2 separate regions of the Rattus norvegicus genome follow, and region 2 is linked to region 1. A link is a contact called in public Hi-C data. All regions are on one chromosome and are shown on one strand. The core of a region is the stretch at or near the end of the contact, and the rest is flanking DNA. Distances in the headings are between cores, read along the strand shown. Region 1 holds the start of Wsb2 (WD repeat and SOCS box-containing 2). Region 2 holds the start of Taok3 (TAO kinase 3).

What was found. Hi-C and Micro-C count contacts between places; a contact is called where the count stands out from the background.
Region 2: a contact with region 1 is called in a Hi-C map of frontal cortex, with 1.9 times the contacts expected there. The contact joins the promoter of Taok3 here to the promoter of Wsb2 in region 1. A contact is called at or near these places in 2 of 12 Hi-C or Micro-C datasets (frontal cortex and psoas muscle) and 1 of 1 datasets of contacts at active chromatin or transcription factors (oligodendrocytes).

Annotation. Positions count from the first base shown.
Region 1 is chr12:44,896,881-44,903,829 of GRCr8, reverse strand. It overlaps Wsb2 (WD repeat and SOCS box-containing 2), which reads left to right and starts at 4,356. Exons shown (of 9, transcript NM_001007616.3): 1 at 4,356-4,404. The coding sequence starts at 4,392. Vsig10 (V-set and immunoglobulin domain containing 10) reads left to right here. Exons shown (of 11, transcript NM_001271336.1): 11 at 1-882.
Region 2 is chr12:45,132,763-45,139,455 of GRCr8, reverse strand. It overlaps Taok3 (TAO kinase 3), which reads left to right and starts at 5,017. Exons shown (of 22, transcript NM_001024254.2): 1 at 5,017-5,244. It overlaps Suds3 (SDS3 homolog, SIN3A corepressor complex component), which reads right to left and starts at 1,492. Exons shown (of 13, transcript XM_341092.9): 1 at 783-1,492. The coding sequence starts at 924.

The sequences.
Region 1 (6,949 bases), core at 3,107-5,606:
AGGTAGTTCAGGGAGGGGTTCCAAAGAGCTACTGCAGGAGCCTTCTTTGTAGACTCTCAGTCCCCCCCCACCCCAACTATGCTTTTTCCCCTAGAGAGGTGCACCTTTCCTTATAGCCTTCATGGAGTACAGAGCAGAGCCGCGTGTAGTTATAGAAGCCTACTACACGATGGGCCTAAGGCTTCTCTTCATGTGTCCTGTGCTATAAGCAAGAGAAACATTTCCTAACAGCATCACTGGGTATGAACTGGACAGATGGTCCACTCGGCCTCATTGTCTGTGTGTTGGAAATGGGAGTATGTTTCCATCCTACTTACTAGGACATGTTTCAAAAGAAAGTAGTGGGTGATGACGTCAGCTTGAGATGCCTAGGTTCTGGGGATTTTTTTATTATTTTTTTTAAAATTTCATCTAAACGTTCTGAAGTCAGGGATCTTCTAAGGGTGCAATAAGTCTGTGCTAACCATGAAAATCTGACTTGAAATTTGCATTTTATATTTTGTGCACATCCCGCTCAAACAGGACATGATCTAAGGCTTTATGGACCTCCTAACGCTGGGGCCCAAGATTCCTGAGGAGTCTGGTTAACAGAAGTACCTGCACGGTGGGGAGGGGCTCTCTGTTCTCTCTGAGTGCAGGGACTGCAGTGAAGAAACCACTCCTGGCGTGGCCCATCCATTGGAGCCCTTGGGAATAGCTGTGAAGTGCAGTTCTCTTGCTTTGTGGTGCCTCAAGCACTGGATCCATCACTCTGGATCTTTTCATTTCACAGCGGGCTACTCAGGTTGCCATCAGTCCTGGGAGCTGGCCTTTCCTTTGAGGCCCCATGATAGAGTTTCTGAGTTTGTCTGTGGCTCAGAGGCAACTTTAAAAGAGAAGTCAGATGGGAAGTTGCTAGCTGGGAACAGGGTGAACGTTCGTGAGATCACTGGGTGCTTCCCACAGCTTCCTCTCGTGCACACACCTGGTGGCAGGAAATGTTTGAGGGTTTTTCCACTAGCATATGGGAGCTTCAAGGGCTTGGTGCCAAATGCTGTTCTGATACCCTGGCCAGTTATCATTGTCGCTTTTCTTAGCCTGTGTGCACATTTATAAAATGGCAGGTTCACATAAGAGCCCAGGCACTCAAGGGCTTTAAGGACTTGTGAAAAACTGGAGCCCACATTCCCTCTTTCCCTTAGTGAGATCCATACCCAGATCTCAAGGCATTATAGATAAAGGTGTTACATGGGAAAGTACAACTTGTGTGTTGCTCTTTAAAAAAATAATTCTTATCTGCACACATTAGTTAACTCAAGAGATCCACTTGTTAGAAGTAGGAAGAAAACCGCCTCATGGTCGTTTTAATCACATTGATTTCCCTCAAAATCCAGTAGTCATGGGAAACGGGCTCTGCACGCCTGTGGCTTTGGCATTAGCTCCATTTCTCACAATCATAGAAGGACGCGTCATCTTCACTGGGTACGGCTTTGTACACTAAGTGCCAATCGCATTTCTCACCACAGGACTGCCTACCGGCCGCTGCAAAGGAAAACCGCAGGCGGTTCAACGTGGTTGACCTTACCATTTCAAAGGGGAAATTTGGGAGGAATTTAGTTCCAAGGTTATAAATTTTTAAGACTTTGGAATAAAGAATAAAGTTACTTTTTTAAAACATATATTTCAGTGCTCTCGACTTATGCCTTACTAGTGGGTGTAAAGAACGGGGGTTCACACCAGTGCCTGTAATCCCTGCACTTGGGAAGTTGAGGCAGGATTGGGGTGATTTAATACAGCCTAGGCTACAGAATGAGACCTGGTCTAAAAACCAAGCAGCACCAGGTAGCCAGGTGACTCGACTGTAAAGGTGACTAACAAGCCTGAATTCAATCTCTGGGACCCACGTGGCTGACGAGAACCAATTCCCATAAGTTGTCCCCTGATGTCAAGCATACCGTGGACCCCTCAACTAGCTGCATACACACACGAGATAAATAAATGGGCATGTAAAAACCCCTTTGTAAAGAGTGCTGAAAAGGCGGTTTTATTTTGCCCCCATTACCACTTTGTTTTCCATGACTTGTGCACATTGAGTGCCTAAGTACAGGAAAGGGTGTAGCTCACCAAGCGTGTTTATTAACTACATGTGGGTTCAGTCTCCAGCACCTCAAAATAGAAACAAACCAAATCATTAAAAATGAGACTTTGAAGACATCAGGAAACGGACATCTGGGAGATGAAGCAAAGAAAGGAGGGTCTGGAGGGATGGCTCAGGAACGGGGCCCTGATTGCTCTTCCAGGGGACCTGGGCTTAATTTCCTCTGCCCACGGGACATCATTTGTCGATCAGTTCCAGGGACTCCAATGTCCTCTTCTGGTCTCCGGAGACCCCACAAGCACGTGCAGACCGAGACACATGCAGATAAAACCACCCAAACACATTAGGGATAATACCATTGGCCTCTGCAGTGTGTACTAATGGAGATCACTGAAGAGAAAATGGTGGAGGTGGGGAAACAAGGCAGGTTAAAAAGAACTGGAAAGGGTAAGTCTGAAGAATAGAATTGGGATCTAAGGAAATCAAGGACATCAGAAATAAAAACGGTAACCTGTGGCTGAGGGTGGGGAACAAGCCATGTTTATAAAGAAATGACTTTACATACCAAAAGTGAATGGGGGAGCTGTTAAGTAAAAATGGAGGACAAGAGAGAGGACAGGCAAGTAGAAAACATAAATGAACATGGGTGGGTGAGTGGATGGGGGGTGGAGATGTCCTCAAAACAGACAACTGGTAAACCTCGGATATATTCTGAGAACTGGGTCATAGAATAGTATGCCTGGACTAAAAGCTAAGAGGAAGAGAGAACCATACAAATGCAAGAATGTAGAGGCAAGGTTTCAGACTCACAAAACATGGAAGAGCGATGACTAAACCCATCACTTTTCCTTCCCTGGCTCCACATTAGAAAGAAAGAAATCCATGACTCAAAAAGGAAGGAAATAGGAAGATTGAACTTTGAGAAAGGTCCGGGCTGGGAACAGGAAAAGGGACTGGAGCGACCTTGAGTTTGGGGGTGGGGGTGCTGACAGGAGACTACCAGGGGAAACTCCAAAGCCAGGAACAACTACAGGAACCAAAGCAACTATTAAAACCCCCTTTTCTCCTACCCTGGCTCCAAGTTAAACCCACCTGACATAAACAGGGCCAGGACCAAGACACCACCGTCTGAGGACATTCGGAGGAAAATCTCGGGGGGGGGGCGGGTTTGGGGACGTCCCCTGTCGTCCCTCCCCTTGGCTTTTCCAGGCTGGACTCTCCAGCACTCCTCCCTCTCCAGGCTGTTGTCAAGGCCAGCATTCCGGCTCCCACCTGACCCCCAGTTCCCAGCACCCCAGCATCATGATCCCAGCAGCTTCCCTGAGCCTCGAGATGTCCCTTAGGTTTCTCCACGCCATCCCCAGTCCTTGGCTCCCATCTTTACTGGAACTCTAGGCTTCCACTTTAGATGCTGTCACATCTCACACCCCCATCCTGCCCGGCCTCGTGTTTTAGTCCCGCGTCGCATCAGCTTCGCGTTCCCCCAGCCCCGTGTCTTAGTTCTCCGCCCTCCTCCCACACCCCTCCACTCTCACGTTCCCTTAGCCCGGTGTTCCCGGCGCTTCGTGGTCCCTCGCACGTCCTCTCAGCCTCCCGCCTGCTCAGCCCAGTGTTCCCCGCACCTCGTGTCCCACCAGCCCTACGTTCCCCTCGACCCGGTGTTCTCCCGCCTCATGTCCCCTCAGCTCCGCTTCCACCAGCCCAGCGTTCCCCCGGGCTCCGAGTCCCATCAGTCCGGCGTTCCCTCGGCTTCGTGTCCCCTCTGCACCGTTTCCTCTCGGCCCGGTGTTCCCCCGGCCACGCGTTCCCCCAGTCCCACATTCCCTCGACCCCGCGTCCCTTCAGTCCGGTGTTTCCCTTCCCCCACCTCGCTTCCCCTCGGCCCAGCGTTCCCCTCCGAACGGCGTTGCCCCGGCCCCGCATCCCTTCAGTTCCCCGGGCCCCGTGTCCCCTCAGCATCACTTCTCCTCGGCTCGGCCTTTCCCTGGCCCCGCTTCCCTTCAGTCCGTGGTTCCCCCTCGCCTCCCGTCCTCTCGGCCCGGCGTTCCCCCCAGATCGGCGTTCCCCCGGGCCCCCGTTCCCCGGCCCACCCGCCACCTCCGCAGCCCAGCGTACCCCTGCGCGCTCCCCGCCCCGGCCCCGCCCCCGCCGGCCACCATGTGACGGGAAGCAGCTGATGGCCTCTGCGGGCGGCGGCGGCGGCGGCGGCGGGCGCGGCCGCGGCGGGGCGGGGGCGGGCGGCGCGGGCGCGGAATGAAGGCCCGCGGCCCTGGGGGCTGAGGCGCCCGCCGCCTGGGGCGGGCCGCGCGTCCTCATGGAGGCCGGAGGTGAGTGCGGGGCGGCGACCGGGGCGGGAGCGCAGCTTTGTTTCACTTTCGCTGACAGCAGCGTCCGCCGGCCTCCTGCCGCCGCGGGGACCGGAGAGGGCGGGCGGGCAGACGGCCGCATTCCCCAAGCCCACTGGGAGGACGCCGGGCCCTGGTCGTCTGCGGCATTGCCGGGCTCCTGGCCTCAGCGCCCACCCGGGCTCGGTAGTAGCGGCGGCCGCTGGGTGGGTGTCTGGGAACGGGGTGGGGCCCGGGAGACTTCCCCGGGGTGACACGTAGGACCCGACACCCTAGTGGGTGAGGTCCAGTCCTGGCCCTGCCCTTGTCCACAGCTGTCACCACGAAAGCTCAAAGTGAGAGCATGGGATGAACTTGCTGGCCGCCTGGAATGCGCAGAGATGCTAGGCATGGTTAGACCTGCAGCACCTCCCCCCTCCGGGGGGCTTCTCCCCGAAGGACCCTTGTCCCCGCGATCTGCTCACGGAATAGTGGTGTGGGGTTGGGGGGGCCTGATGCCAGACTCCAGGGTTCCCAAATACCCGAACTTAAAGGCAGTTTCCATAGGGGAATTTTAGGAGTCAAGGCCTAGGGCTCAGACTTGTTCCAGTGAAGTAGAAGCTTTCCCTAGGTCTGGAGGACTTGGATGCACCCGCTGGCTTGTAGTGCCGGGTGGGTTGTTTGAAAGGAGGGTATTCCCTGGAGTGGTGTCCCCTTTGCATTTAGGAAATGACATTTCTTTGTTTGCAGGAGCCAGGCTTTCAGGGAAAGGTGTCACGGCAGCTCTTCTCCGGGTTTCCGTCTAGATTGTCTAGATTAAACCTTTCAGTATCTTCCCCATAGAATTCTGTTTAAATGGCCCCTACTGTTTTCTTCTGTGACTCTTTTTATAGCTTCCGTTCTCATTTCTATTGATGCCTCAAAAGTTGTATCCCAAAGCAATCTGTGATCAGACTCCTTTTTAAATAGGAATCTGTTCCAGTGCAGGTTTTTCCTAGTGATTGACGGTTGTGTTGTAGGGGTGCTGCCAGCTCCTGTTAAAAAAGGCCGGACACTAGGCTAGAGTTTTACCCTCTTTTCAAACTTAATAATGTCTATTGTAAAAGGATTACAATAGAAAACAGTAGAACGGTGGTTATAATTAATTTATTCATTCAACCAATATTTATTGAGAATCTGGTATGTTCCGGGTATCCTCTAGGTCCTTGCTGGCCCACAGTAATATAATAGCAATATGTAATTTTAAAAAAGAAACAGTTGAAATTAAAAAGGATAACATCTGAAATATTTCAAATTGGTTCATTTATGTGATGAAACAAAAATTATAGGAATGTTTTGGAGACTGAAGAATTTTTGTGTGGGCGTTTTTTTTTAAACTGCCAGTATGTCTGCACCACGTGGTGCGTGCAATGCCTGAGGGGCCCAGAAGAGGGCGTCGGAGCCTTTGTACCAAGTTACAGATGGTTGTGAGCGCCAGGTGATTCTGGGAATGGAACAGTAAAACCGCTTATAGACTTTAATAGCTGAGCCATCGCTACCACTGAGTTTTTACAGCGTGGTGTGTACTTTATACTTTTAAAAAGCTATTCTTAGATTTACTTTTTTATATTTTACGTGTGCGAGTGTTTGGCCTGCACGTATGTCTTTGCACCTGATGCCCGCAAAAGCCAGAAGAAGGCATCAGATCCCCTGAAACAGGAGTTACAGACAATTGTAAGCTACCACTCGGGTGCTGGAAATTGAGCACAGGTCCTCTGCCAGAGTAACAAGTGCTCTTTTTTTTTTTTTTTTTTTTTTTTTTCCCCGGAGCTGGGGACTGAACCCAGGGCCTTGCGCTTGCTAGGCAAGCTCTCTACCACTGAGCTAAATCCCCAACCCGTAACAAGTGCTCTTAACGGCCGTGTCATCTCTCCAGTTCCATGTGTTATATTCTTAACAGATCTGCCACACTTCGGGTGCTCAGGAACTGCTTGTGGCTGGTGACTAGTGACAGACAGGCAAGGTGGTTTGAGGAGGAAGTAGACCCCAGATGCACGCTAACCACACATGCAACCCAGAATCCCCTAGTGTAAAGAAAGCTAAATGACAGTGCCTTAGTTGCCCTGGTGAGTTAGGAATGTCACCAAGAAGGTGACAGGGACACAAAGCCCTGCAGTTATGATGGAGCAGCCAGTCAAAACTCTCCAAGCTGACGGAGGACCTAGCAGTGCAAAGGTCCCCTGGCAGGAAGCAAGGATCACCAAGCTTGCTGCCGGCCGTGTTCCTGCCTCCATCTCTGTGAAAGGGGGTTTCCTTGTGGGGAAGAGCCTTTGATAAATCTCCTTCCATTCTGCCTGACTGTACATACCCTTGTTTAGTTGGAAAGCCTGGAAGGGTTAGGGGAATGTTGGTCAAAGCTTACAGAACTTCCTTTACCTAGGATGATGCTACAGTTAATAACAGTTATGTTCGTGAAAATCGCTGTCAGGTTTCCCAGAGAGCCCTCACTGAGAAAAGTGCTAAGGGCGTGAAGGAGTACATACGGTCATTAGCTTAACTGAGCCCTCAC
Region 2 (6,693 bases), core at 3,768-6,267, 230 kb before region 1:
AGTCCCTTCAACTTTCTACTCTGCAAGAGCTGCTGCGTTCTGAAAGGCTGTAGCAGACCCAAGTCTCCACAAAGCCACCTCCTTTCCTCCGCGGCACTTTCACTAAGGTCCTGTCTAGAGCCAGCCAACTCTGTTACTAGGCACTTGAGAGACTAAGATCCTCCTCGCAATCGAGGTAGCTTTTGCTTCTTAAAACCCGACTTTGTGTCTACCTATACAAAGGCTTCCCTTTGCCCCTTGCCCCTTGCCCTTCTGCTTCTGGCTTCTCCTCCACCTAGCTAGCTCCTTCCTCAATCCCTCTGGGTGTCCCCCTCACACTCGCCAAAGAGTAAACAAGGTCCAGGTCGAGACCTGAGGCTGGAGGAGCGATAACGCAAATGCAAACTACTCGGGACTGAAAACAAATACCGACCTCCCCTTTGGTCCACTTCACAGTGGCGAGGCGGATTCCATTTAACCCCTACACCTAGGAAGTGAGGACTCCATGCTACTCCGCAGGAGGTGGGTAAACAAGACAGCTTTAAGGTCACAAAGCTGGGAGAGGTGCCGGCCAAATGAATACTTACATCTGCCAGATTCCAGGTCCCCAAGTGCAGCTAGAGGCGTTAAAGATTTTGAGCAGAGGAGCTGGGAGCGAAGAAGCCAAGACGGGCATCACTCGACCCAAGTGCGGAAATGAGACACTGGGCTGGGGACCGTCTCAAAGGGATCCCTAGCTCTCAAGAGCTCTGGCGACCTCTGACCCCCGCCCCACAGCCCCTGGGCCCCGATCCCCTCCGCACCTTCGTCGGACTCTCGGCCCCGGCAGCTGCGCTCGTCGTCCTCGACGCTCTCCAGCTCCTCGTCGTCCTCGGGGTAGTACTCCGGGGCCGGCGGCGCTGCAGCCGGAGCGGGCGCCGGAGCCAGCAGCCCCGCGGCGCTCATGTCGCCGCCTCGGGCCGCAGCGGAGCGTGTCCCGCGGAGATCGCGGCCGCCTGGCTGCGCCCCGGACAGCCCCCACCTCGCGCAGCCGGAGCCTCGGACACCCGGTCTGCCTCGGCGCCGAGCTCCGCCCCCGGCGCCCGCGCTGGGCAACGGGGGCCTCGCGCACCGGGCTACTTCCGGGTCGTAGGCTGCCCGGTGACAGCCTGATCCAGCCGTCCTCGAGGGAGTGGCGGAGACGCCGGGCTCCACGTTCTCTGACACAGCAGCGTCGTCATCGCTGTCTTATGAATCCTCAATCGGCCACGGGGGAGGGGCGAAGGCAGGGGTCTCTGGGGTCAGGCATATCCATGGGCAGCCGTGCCCGCAGTCAGGACCCGGAGGTTGGGAGGACACTTCCGGAAACGGCCACCAGGCGGCGCCTGGAGTCAAAACTAAAGTGTATCGATGCGACCTGATGGGCGGAGGCTTTGCAAAGCCCTGTCTAGGTAGCATGGTCTGATTCAAGCAGGTGAATGACATAAACTGTCCCCGTGGTGGGCTTGGAAGCCTGGACAGCCGGAGTGTGTGGGACACAGAAAATGGGATGCATGGTTGCGCCCCTGTCTTAATGGGGGCTTTATTAAAAATTACAATAAAGGCAACTTGCTCCCATTTCATCCGCGGGTCGGGTCATTCACCCTAGGCCTTGCCAGTGCTTTCTTTTGAATAGATGTATTGGGTAAGCTGTTCTCCCGATTTTACAAATGAACAAAAGAGTTACCATGCTCTTTTCAAAAAAAGAAAACGGTGGTATCAGTTTAGAATCTCAGATGCAGACTGTCCAAGGGAGAGCCATCTTGTGTTTCCTCGAACATGATTTTTTAAGGTATTCTGACCTAAAACACTAACTTGCTAATCTGCTAATTTTCACGTAAATAAATAGAGCATTTCCCTACGGCAACTACATTGGCTTACATTCAGAAGCCAACTCTGGGCGAAGTGGACTTTAGTCCCAGCACTAGGGAGGCAGAGGCAGGCTGAGTTCAAGGCCAGCCTGGTTTACAATGCGAGTTCCAGGACAGTCAGGGATACACAGAGAAACCCTGTCTGGAAAACAAGCAAAAAAAAAAAAAAAAAAAAAAAAGCCATGAAACTAAGTTTCTCCATGTGTTAATTTGCATAGCCCTGTACTCCCCATCCCCAGAAGAGGAACACAGTGTTACAGTTTTGCTTAGAGGAGGAGAAGGGGAAGGAGGAGGACCAAGAGGAGGACGAGGAGGAGGTGGACGAGGAGGAGGAGACCGAGGAGGAGGAGGAGACCTATGGGTTCTACCTAGTGGCTCAGGACTATAATCCTAGGCAGACAGAGCAAGATCAAGGCTTGCCTGGGTCTCAGAATGAGTTCGAGGCCAGACAGTTTAGTGAGACCCAAGTTTGAAAAAAAAAAGGAGGGCTCTGGATGCATATGGGTGGGTAGGGCACTTGCCTGGCATGCTGGAGACCCTAGCTTCTGTCCCTAATTGGAGAGGCAGGGAAGATGTGCCCAGAGGAACCCAATCCAGTTAACTCAAATCTTCACAGAAAACAGAACAAGCATCAAGGCTGAGCAGATAGGAACACAGGGGAGGACGGGGTGGGACCAAGGACAGTGTTCTGCTTCTCACAGCCTCTGGGATCAAATGTATTTCCACACTGGCCCCCAGAGAGACATCTAAGAATGAGAACATTCGTTCTGGGTCCCATTTATTTTGACATTTCCTATTTGCTACCTTGTTTTAATTAAAACTTGGCTCTCCTTGTAAGGGAGAGTTCCTCTGTGTGAAATGCAAGAATGTCCAGAATGTAAGACCAGGATGGCTTTTCCAGCAGTTCAGGGATCTGAAACCCCTTCTCTACAAGAGTCCTTCCAGCCCAGCCTCAGCTGTCTCTTCTCCAAAGGATGAGGTCACCTTCCTGTGTGTGCTTGGACGTGTGTGTGTGTGTGTGTGTGTGTAAGCTGTTGAATCGCATGTAAACTATTTGCACTCCACCACCATGTGGGATAACAGCTCCCAATTGGTAATACTATTCATAAAGCAACAAAGACAATGGGTATCATTGTTTTGAACTCAGAATCCATTGATACAATGAAACGAAAGAGTTGGGTTTGTTACTAAATAGTTGCAAGAAGCTGGGCCCCTTTCACTGTAATCTTGTTTGTGTTTAAGTGTTATTTCTGTCTCCCTGATTACAGACAGCCAGGGTTAATATTCGTGCCTTTCTGTTTCGCACCGGTTACAGAGACACAAACAGTTGGATGATGACAATTTGCTTCCATGAAGACTGTAGAGCTGGCCCAAGGAGTAGGTTCCTAAGTGCTCCTTAGCGAAGAGGGAAGATCGACTTTTCAAAATCCCTCCTGACTTTGGGCTCCACCAAATTTCATCATGGCCTGTAAAACCTAAGTGTCCTTCAAAATCAAGTTTCGCTCCTTAAAGTCCTCCACCACTTCTCCCAAATAGGGTACTCAGTCAGACCACCCGGATGAAGTTTGATATGCAAACAACGTTTAGGATGCAAATTGCTGGAGGATACAGGAGGGGGGGGCACAAGCGAGCAGTTTTTTTTTTTTGTTTTGTTTTTGTTTTTTTTTTTTTTTACATGTTTGAGTCTCTAGGTTCAATCCCCAGTACGTTTAAAAGAAAAAAAAAAAAAAAAAAATAGGCAGCAGCAAGGCAGGGGCAAGCAGATCCCTATGAGCCCAAGGCCAACGGATCCCTACAGAGAGTTCTAGGCCAGTAGGCTATCCTGGGCTACATAATGAGAGCCAATCATATCTCAATTATATCTCCGAAAGATAGATAGATAGATAGATAGATAGATAGACAGACAGACAGACAGACAGATTTTTTTTTTTTTTTTTTGGAGCTGGGGACCGAACCCAGGGCTTTGCGCTTGCTAGGCAAGCGCTCTACCATTGAGCTAAATCCCCAACCCCAGATAGATATTTTTGAAGTAGAGCGTTGACTAGGAGTTGAATGTCTACGTCCAATGAGACTGACGGTGAAAATGTGTCCCTGCAGAAAACTGCTTTGAGCTTTCACGGTCAACTGAAACAACCTAGCCATTTCCACAAAAATATAAGACAGGTCCTGGTGTACTTTAATCTCTGGCAAGCACTATGTTTCAGCGTGGCTTAGGATACAGCCAGGTTATTGCAGGTTGCAGTTGGGGTCAAAGCTCACCAGCCTTCGCCTTTTCCGCCTTTGGGTTATTAAAGCCTGTGGCCCTGAAAGATTAAGTTGGATATGTTTGCTGGAGTTTTGCCAAAGCCCACGTGGTCCCCCTAGACCCAACTCCTCGTCTAACAGTTGTAGTCAAAACTCACAAAATGAGTATTTCTTTTTTTTCACCCTTTCTTTCTTTCTTTCTTTCGTTCTTTCTTTGTATCTTTCTTTTTTTTTTTTTAACTTGACTATTGAGACAAGGTCTAGCCAGATACCCCAGACTGGGTTCAAACTTGAGGCGACCTTCCTGCCTCTGCCTACAGAGTATTGGTATTCACATGGCATCCACTTTAAAATGTGCCCAGACCCCGTTAAGCACTTAGCTGGGTCCACACTTTTTGTTTTTCTCTAGCAGTAAACTGAGGTCCACTGAACGCAAAGCAAGGAAACGCAATTCCCCGGTCTGCGAGCAGGAAATATTGACAAGCGCCAGGCGGAAAGTGTCCCTTAAGGATGACCAGGAGCTGTGAAAAATCCAGCAAGAGACCCGGTCGACCTCACGAGCTCTCCCAAGGTGGTCTCCCAAGACAAGCCAAGGCGTGAGGAAAATAGCCACGAACTTTGACCCTGGCGCAGCACAAACAAGGCTGACCGCGCCCGAAGAGAGCCACCCGTAACCCAAGTGCAGAGAGCTTCCGCGATAGAGAAAGCCCCGCCCATTTAGCGCCGCCCACAGTCAGCTCCGCCAATCCCCTGGATCCATCGACCGCTCTGGTTTCTCAGGCAAGAGTAATCGAACGCCTATATGCGGCCTGGACCCGGAGAGCGGCGATCAGGGAAGGTCAGTAGAGAGCCTATCAGAGCATGGCTGTGGGCGGAGTCGGTGGGCGGGGTCGAGTGGGGGCGGGGCGCGCTCCGCGCAGTCGGGTGCGATTGGTCACCCCTGGCGGAGCCGCACCTCGGACAGCAGCAGCGAAGGCAGCCTAGGGTCCTGCGTGGAGAGTGAGGCGCAACGGGGACTCGCGGGCGGAGGCTGCGCGTGGGGACCCAGCACGCGAAGACCCAGCACGAGAGCGACTCCGGGCACCAGTGAGAGGAGGCGGCGGCGCCGGGGCCGCGGCTGACAAGCGCTGAGGTGAGAGCGCGGGCGCCAGAGTGACAGCCCGAGTCCCGGCGCAACGGCCGCGAGCATCCCGGGAGCGGAGTTGCTAGCGGTTCTACCAGTGCGCCAGAGGACCGGGACAGGGAGTGAGGAGGGGACCCCGAGAGGGACCGCGGGAGAGTGAGAGGACCAGGATGGGAACAGGGACAGTGGGATGAGGAGTGAACTCCGAGGGGAATGCGGTGAGCGAGGAGACCCGACGAGAGATGGGGAAAGCTGGATGAGGAGGGGACCGAGGAATGCCGCGGGAAGGCAAGGGGACCCCAAGACAGGACAGAGCAATGGGATTAGCGAGGCGACTTGAAGAGGGACTCGGGGCCGTGGGATAAGCGGGAGAACTCCGGAGGGACTGCGACCTACCCTGGAGTGAGCGAGGAGATCCGCCCCAGATGGACCGGTGGGAAAAGCGGACGGGATCCAAAGAGGGGCACTCGGAGGGGCCGGGACTGCAGACTGAACAAGTTGACTTGAGAGAACCCAGGCAGCGGGGCGAAGGAAGGGGACCCTAGAGGGACCGAGACAGAGAGTGAGCAAAGGAGACTCCAAGGGAGGCGAGGGCAGTGGTCCTGAAACTGTGCCCTCGCAATGGAAGGCAATAGGGCAGCTGAGTGAAGGGAGGGGTCCCCAAAAGGGGCCAAGACAGATGAACCCAGAGCAGGGATAGACAGCACCCAGAGTCCAGGGAGAGCGGGTAAGTGAGGTACCAGAGAACTTGCGGAGCGTGAGCATGGGCTTCTGACCTCGCAGCCAGGCTCCTGGGGAAAAGCACCGGGAGCCTGGGTCCCAGTGGCGTTGAGTGGAGACAGCAGCAATGCTGACACCTGGACGACACTGATGTTCCACTTCTAAGAACCCGAGGTCTCCCTGAGGGTTGAGTTCCGGGACGCTGGAAGGGGGATCATGTTATGGGCCCGGGAGTGAAAGACATGGATCCCAAGGGCTGGCCAAGGGCTAGCCAGACGATTTGTAGAGATTAGAGCTGCGCTTCACCTCTTCCAAACAGCAGGCTGGCTTCCCATCGCTTTCCTAAAAGTTCGATCTGGGGGTTCCTCAATGACGTATCTGGGGGAAAACCAGAAGGGCTTGCTTCTGTTCACCCCATCCCAAGTAGTTGGAGGGAGGGATCTCTTAGAAGAGCCTTAGGTTAATTAGGATTTTTTTTTTTTTTTTTTTTTTTTTTTTTTTTTTGGAGCTGGGGACCGAACCCAGCGCCTTGTGCTTGCTAGGCAAGCGCTCTACCACTGAGCCAAATCCCCAACCCCTAGGATGTTAATTTTAATGCTCTTAAAAAGCACCGGGTCCTTGTTGTTTCAGTTGTAGCTTTTCTCTTCCACTCCACAAGGAGTTAAGAAACTTTTCCCCCTGTTTGGCAGCCTGTCCCTATCAATGTTTACAGTGCACACTTAGGAGAACCAGAGCAGG